2 separate regions of the Mus musculus genome follow, and region 1 is linked to region 2. The links are chromatin contacts, called in public HiChIP or PLAC-seq maps. All regions are on one chromosome and are shown on one strand. Each heading gives the region's core, a stretch centred on a gene start, on an enhancer-like site or on the middle of the called end of the contact. The rest is flanking DNA. Distances are from core to core; before and after follow the strand shown.

The links. HiChIP or PLAC-seq counts read pairs in DNA pulled down with a chosen protein or histone mark.
Region 1: a contact with region 2 is called in an HNF4G HiChIP or PLAC-seq map of pancreatic cancer cells. The contact joins two enhancer-like sites. A contact is called at or near these places in 2 of 15 datasets of contacts at CTCF or cohesin (large pre-B cells and pro-B cells), 12 of 484 Hi-C or Micro-C datasets (the C2C12 cell line, the HPC-7 cell line, bone marrow-derived macrophages and 8 more), 6 of 115 datasets of contacts at active chromatin or transcription factors (the HPC-7 cell line, embryonic fibroblasts, embryonic stem cells and 3 more) and 3 of 9 other capture datasets (adipose tissue, liver and pancreatic islet).

The regions. Positions count from the first base shown.
Region 1 is chr17:65,812,463-65,815,401 of GRCm38.p6, reverse strand. It overlaps Ppp4r1 (protein phosphatase 4, regulatory subunit 1), which reads right to left. Exons shown (of 20, transcript NM_001114131.1): 7 at 1,837-1,944; 8 at 1,649-1,714; 9 at 938-1,096. Among named protein-coding and RNA genes, the nearest start is that of Ppp4r1, 31 kb to the right of the region's middle. Within about 2 kb of position 1,456, at least 30 of the 459 cell types and tissues checked have an H3K27ac peak or open chromatin away from gene starts, as enhancers often do. A contact at or near this core is called in the C2C12 cell line and pancreatic cancer cells, where this site is marked.
Region 2 is chr17:65,702,546-65,705,245 of GRCm38.p6, reverse strand. The region is part of intron 3 of Rab31 (RAB31, member RAS oncogene family); the gene reads left to right. Among named protein-coding and RNA genes, the nearest start is that of Gm35477, 62 kb to the right of the region's middle. Within about 2 kb of position 1,320, at least 160 of the 459 cell types and tissues checked have an H3K27ac peak or open chromatin away from gene starts, as enhancers often do. A contact at or near this core is called in the C2C12 cell line and pancreatic cancer cells, where this site is marked.

The DNA of each region.
Region 1 (2,939 bases), core at 207-2,706, 110 kb before region 2:
GTCGGCCATCATTGGGAAGAGAGGCCCCTTGGTCTTGCAAACTTTATATGCCCCAATACAGGGGAATGCCAGAGCCAAGAAGTGGGAGTGAGTGGGTAGGGGAGCAGGGTGGGGGGAGGGTATAGGGGACTTTCAGGATAGAATTTGAAATGTAAATGAAGAAAATACCTAATTAAAAAATTGGAAAAAGAAAAAAATACTTTCCAGCTAATAAAAAGACAACCTTTAATAACCTCCTACTGACTAGTCATATATTTATATGAATAACATAATTATAAATTCTTTCTTTTGAGGGAAGGTGTTCAAGACAGGGTTTCCCTAGGTAGCTCTATCTCAGAAATCACTCTGTAGACCAGGCTGGCCTCACACTCACAGGTCCTCTGCCTCTGAGTGCCAGGATTAAAGGCGTGTGCCACTTGTACTTGGAGTAAATTAGTTTTAAATTTGAAATCATTGAGCTAGAGAAATGGCTCGCAGTTAAGAACACACTCTTCCAAAAACCCTGGGTTCAGTTCCCAGCACCCACATGGTAACTCACAGCTTTCCAGCACTCCTGTTTCAGCACTAACACCCTCTTCTGTTTTCAGTGGACCCCAGATATGCATGTGGTGTGCATGTATATGTATGTGTGTGTGTACACACATACACATACACACATATATACATATACAAACACGTCCGTGCATGCATACAGGCAAAATACCCATAGACATAAAATAAAATATTAAAACACTTTTTTTTTTAAAAAATCATTTACTTTCTTCCAGAGGTCCTGAGTTCAATTCCCAGCAAACACATGGTGGCTCACAACCATCTGTAATGGGATCTGATGCCCTCTTCTGGTCTGTCTGAAGAGAGCAATGGTGGTGTACTCATATATACAAAATAAATAAATCATTTACTTTAGTCTCAAAATGTTTTTAAAAAGCAATGTTACCCAACGTGAAGGATCACTGATCAAGTTAATAAATAGTGCTGATAACTTTGTCCGTCGGATTTCTTGACATGTTGCACAGGAGACAGCCATGAAGCACTCAGCACAGGCCTTTCGGACGCCCCACACGTTATCAGAGCACAGCTGGAAGAACCTGGGCAGCTGTGGGAACACGGGGACACCAGTTACTTCCCTGCCATCTTCTGTTTTAATGATGGATATTCTTAAAACATACAGAACGTATTTAAACACTGGAACTCAAAAACTTCTAATGCATCACTCCAGTTTATAACTCCCCCTAGAAAGGCAAAACACAGCTGACTGTCACCCGAGAGCTCACAGCTGAGCTCCTCGTGCCAGTGGATGTATAGACAGTCTACGCGTATGAATTTGTGCATGGGGCACATGCATGTCACAACTTAACTCCTCTGCTACGAGATTTAAGTGGCACCAGAGAGGACTCTAGTAAAGCAAATGCCCTAGTGAGGTTAGAGACTCGGGTGAGTGAGTCAGGACTGAGTCACTATGTACAAGTGGGAGGCTAACAGGGAACCACTGTTTAATGCTTAAAGAAGCAATCCTTATCAGAACGCCTTGCAAACACCAACTTGTAGTTCCAAATGTACAAACATCATTCTGGTTTGCAGTCACGGGGGCATATTAATAAACTCTATTACTCTGTATTGCTTATTCTTTAATACCTTAGATACTTACCAACATTTCTTCTGTTGCTTGTTGGCCAACTACACTGCAAATATCTCCAAAATTGGCAGCGCAGACCTGTAACAGAACCATCACTAACATTTTAGTATCGCATAGGAGTTCCTTAAAAACATCACATTCCACACACCAGAGCATCATGCGTTCTTAAACTCAGAAACCCAGAGTGGATGCAGACTTACCTTCCGGACATGAAACATTCGACAGTCACAGCACATCTCGCAGAACCTGGGGAGGATGAGGCGCTCCGTAATGTCCTTCCCAACCATGGGGGCCATCTTGCACATTATCTGAAACAAGTGAGAAAAATTCATCTTGAAAACATCTAAGGCCTTTTTAAGTTAAACTTAATAATTTAAAGAAACACATATTAACCAATGTACAGCAAATGTACTAAATCTAGAGGAAAATGATTTTCCTATCACTAGTTAATAACTTAATCATTTTGCCAGTAACTTCGAAAGAGAAAAATAGGAAAAAGAGAAAAAAAGAAAATTCCACCTTTAAACTTAGCACTTGAGAAGTAGAAGCAGGCAGGCTATGAGTTCAAGGCCAGCCTGGCCTACAATCGAGTTCCACAACAGCCAGGGCCATGTCTCAAAACACCCACCGCAGCAGCAGCAGCAGCAGCAGCAGCAGCAGCAGCAGCAGCAGCAGCAGCAAGGGAGTGCCTGTTCAAAGGCAAGGCTGTGTCTGAGGAGATGACTGCTGAGTGCAGCTGTGTCTCCGAGGAAAGCTCTGCGTCACGTCAGCTTTGGTGTCAATGGGGGAGTCAAGCCTGCCTTTGCATAGACACAGTACTAATACAAATTTGTTCCAGCTAACCAATAACAAAGTAAGAGTTTCCTTCCCTAACAACTGCTCAAGTCCATCCCCATACTTAATACACAGGGAGATCTGATGCCTGCCTGACAGCATTTCCCAGACACAGCTATTCCCAGAGTGTGTAAAAGACACATGGACGGTAAAGAGACTCTCAGCTATGTGCAGCATCACTGCCTACAGAAGCTCCAAAGGATCTAATAAAGAACCTACCAGAATAAGTACATATAACAAAGCTGCAGGTATCTATATAAGAATAAAAACGGCTTATATTTCTATAAATCAACAATGAACTGGAGGGCTTTAAAAATACATCATTTATAATGTTAAATTGTGAAATCCAACAAAAAGCGAGATCTTCCTGTTCAAAGTTACAAAACATAACTGTGTAATCAAATCCATAAGTAAATCCCTTCAAGATGCGTCACGCTCACAGGTGGTCAGGCTGGCAAGTCTCCTCAGG
Region 2 (2,700 bases), core at 71-2,570:
CACCTGTGTGACTCCAGTGTGTGCAGCTGCTACCCTTGTGTGTGCTGCTTGTGACCACTGTGTGCGCAGCTGTGGCCCCTGTGTGTGCATCCGTGAAACCTGTGTGTGCATCGGTGTGCACATCTGTGACATTTGTATGTACATCTGTGACTTCTATCCATGTGTCTGTGACCCCTATGTGTGCATCCGTGTGGCTGGGAGCTTGTTGAAGACCTCTGGCTCCCTTCTTTACCATGAACAATTCTGGCCCATGTTAGACTGTCATCCCACTCTACGAGGGCATTTCCCAGTTTCATACTCAGGGCAGAAGGAACAGGAAGAACGAAGGAAAAGACACGTCCCACTCTCTACGATACTCTTTGCTCTTACTGTGCATTCTCTAAATGCACTGAGTGTCAGCTGCATCTGCTGGCATGGGAGGGTAATCTGGGGTGACGGCAGAAACAGAATCGTAGGGCAAAGTCCAGCTCAGGCATCCCCACAGCTTCGGCTCACTACATATCTTGATATGCCCTAAAAAACAAACAAACAAACAAACAAACAAAAAAAAACCCAAAACCCAAAAACCAAAACAAAACAAAAAAAAACCCAAAAAACCAGGCAGTAAAAAGTAGAGAAATGGCGGGAGAGGTGACGCCCAGCTATAGTCCAAGTGCTCAGGAGACTGATGCAGGATTGCCACAAGTTAGAGTCTAGCCTGGGCTACATAGTGTGAGACCTTGTCTCAGTAAACTGAACAAGGAAGTGAAGGGGAGCTGGAACGGGGAGGGAGGAAAGGCAGGAAGTGAAGGTTGGATGAATATGGCCATGTTATGAGGACCGGCTAAAGGAAAGCAGCAAGGGCTTGCAGCTGGAAGAACTGCAGTAAGAGGCGTGGGGAACGAAGCAGCCCCCTGCCGAGGTGGCCTCTTTGGCTCAGCTCCAGTCCTGCAGGACGCTTAGGAGTATTTACCACCGTCTTTGAAGAGCTCTCTCTACCTGGTCTCTCCAAGGTGACCTGAACTACAGAGCACAACAGCAAGCCCTGAGCAGTCGTCCTGTTTGGGCCTGATCTGGCCTGCTGTGCTTGACTCTTGTCGGAACCAAGGCTACTGCAAGGTCAGAACAGTGTTGTCTTGGCGCTGTTAGCCTTGAAGATGGATGTGGTGTCCCGGTCAGGTCATCAAGACTATCTAGTCCTTAGTGATGAGGATGCCTGATGTCTCCTGTGAACAAATCCTCCTGAAAAGATGCTGTGTCTGCCGAGACTGATGGCCTGATGAGGGTTCCAGCTGTTCTATGGGGAGGTTGGAATGTAGCAAGTCCAGACACTGCTTGCCTTATTTTCGACTAGTTCAAACCTCAGAATAGCTATTCCCTGACCAACTCTGTGTCAGAGCAAACACCCTGTGACTAATAACCTCTTGGAACCTAGCCACTTAACAGACAACTAGCTTCTGCCAGCCCCAAAGCTCATATAATGTCTTGGGTCTATAGATAGAAGCTTCTCTTATCTCTTGCCTGACTCTCTGATGTACCCGCCAACATATTTTAAACTTGTCTTGATTTATGACTTTGTTCTGTAAAATTATTAAAAAAAAAAAAAAAACTAAACAAAACTGCTTCCAAATTGCAAGTGGGATTTGGAGTGATCGAAATCTGTGGTCCTCAGCCTGTGGTCACTCAACCTGGCTGCAGAAGAAACTCTCATTCCCTTTAAGATGAGAGCCCTGGTTTTTGTTTTGCTTCAACACTACCGAGTCAAGTGTGAGTTTGACCCAAAGTAAAGGAGGCAGATACAAAACAAAGGCAGAGTGTCAGGCCTTTCACCCAGTCCTTGTGGGCTCAAGTGTGGAATCAGCCTTTTTAGCAAAAACGGGTTTGAGGCAACTATTATCACGAGGTATCATTTTGGACTTTTAGGAAATTCCTAGGCTAAATTGAGGCTCATGACCTTACGAAGCATGCACCCCTTCAACAGAACACATGTTTATCCGTGTATGATATCCCAGCTCATGGAAGATTCTAGTTCTTTGTACCTTCTTCTCCTTCTCCTCCTCCTTCTCTTCTTCATCTTCCTTCTCCTTCTCTTCTTCCTCCTCGTTATTTATTATGATTATCATCATCATCATTATTATTATATCTGAGAACTGAACCTGGGGCCCCCTGAGGCTGCTAAGAACAAGCACTCTACCACTGAGCGATACCACCTACACTGTCTTATAAAAACACTCGTCTTGGCACTATAGACGGCTCAGCAGATTAGAGCACTGGCTGCTCTTCCAGAGGATCTGGGTTTGGCTCCCAGCACCTCTTTGGCAGCTCACCATTGTTTATAACTCCAGTTCCAGGGAATCGACACCGTCTTCCGAGGTCTTTGGTGCACTCTTTGGTACAGGTAGACATGCTATCCTGCAACCCACTATGTAGACAAGGCTAGCCTCACACTCTCAGAGATCTGCCTGCCTCTGCCTCCTGAATGCTAGGATTAGAGCCCCCACATCTGAAGAAGCACTTTTGGATTTAATGACATATTTATTAAAAAGGAAACTATTAAGAAAGACGTTTCTTGTTATTGCATAGGTTATGTATCATTTAAAAAAAAAACCAGTTTCTATTAACTCAGAAATATTAAAACCACCAGTCCTTGGGATGACGGTGCCCTTCTTTGGTGCTAACCATTGTGAACAGTTCCCTCCATTGTCTCCAGGCACTCTCTCT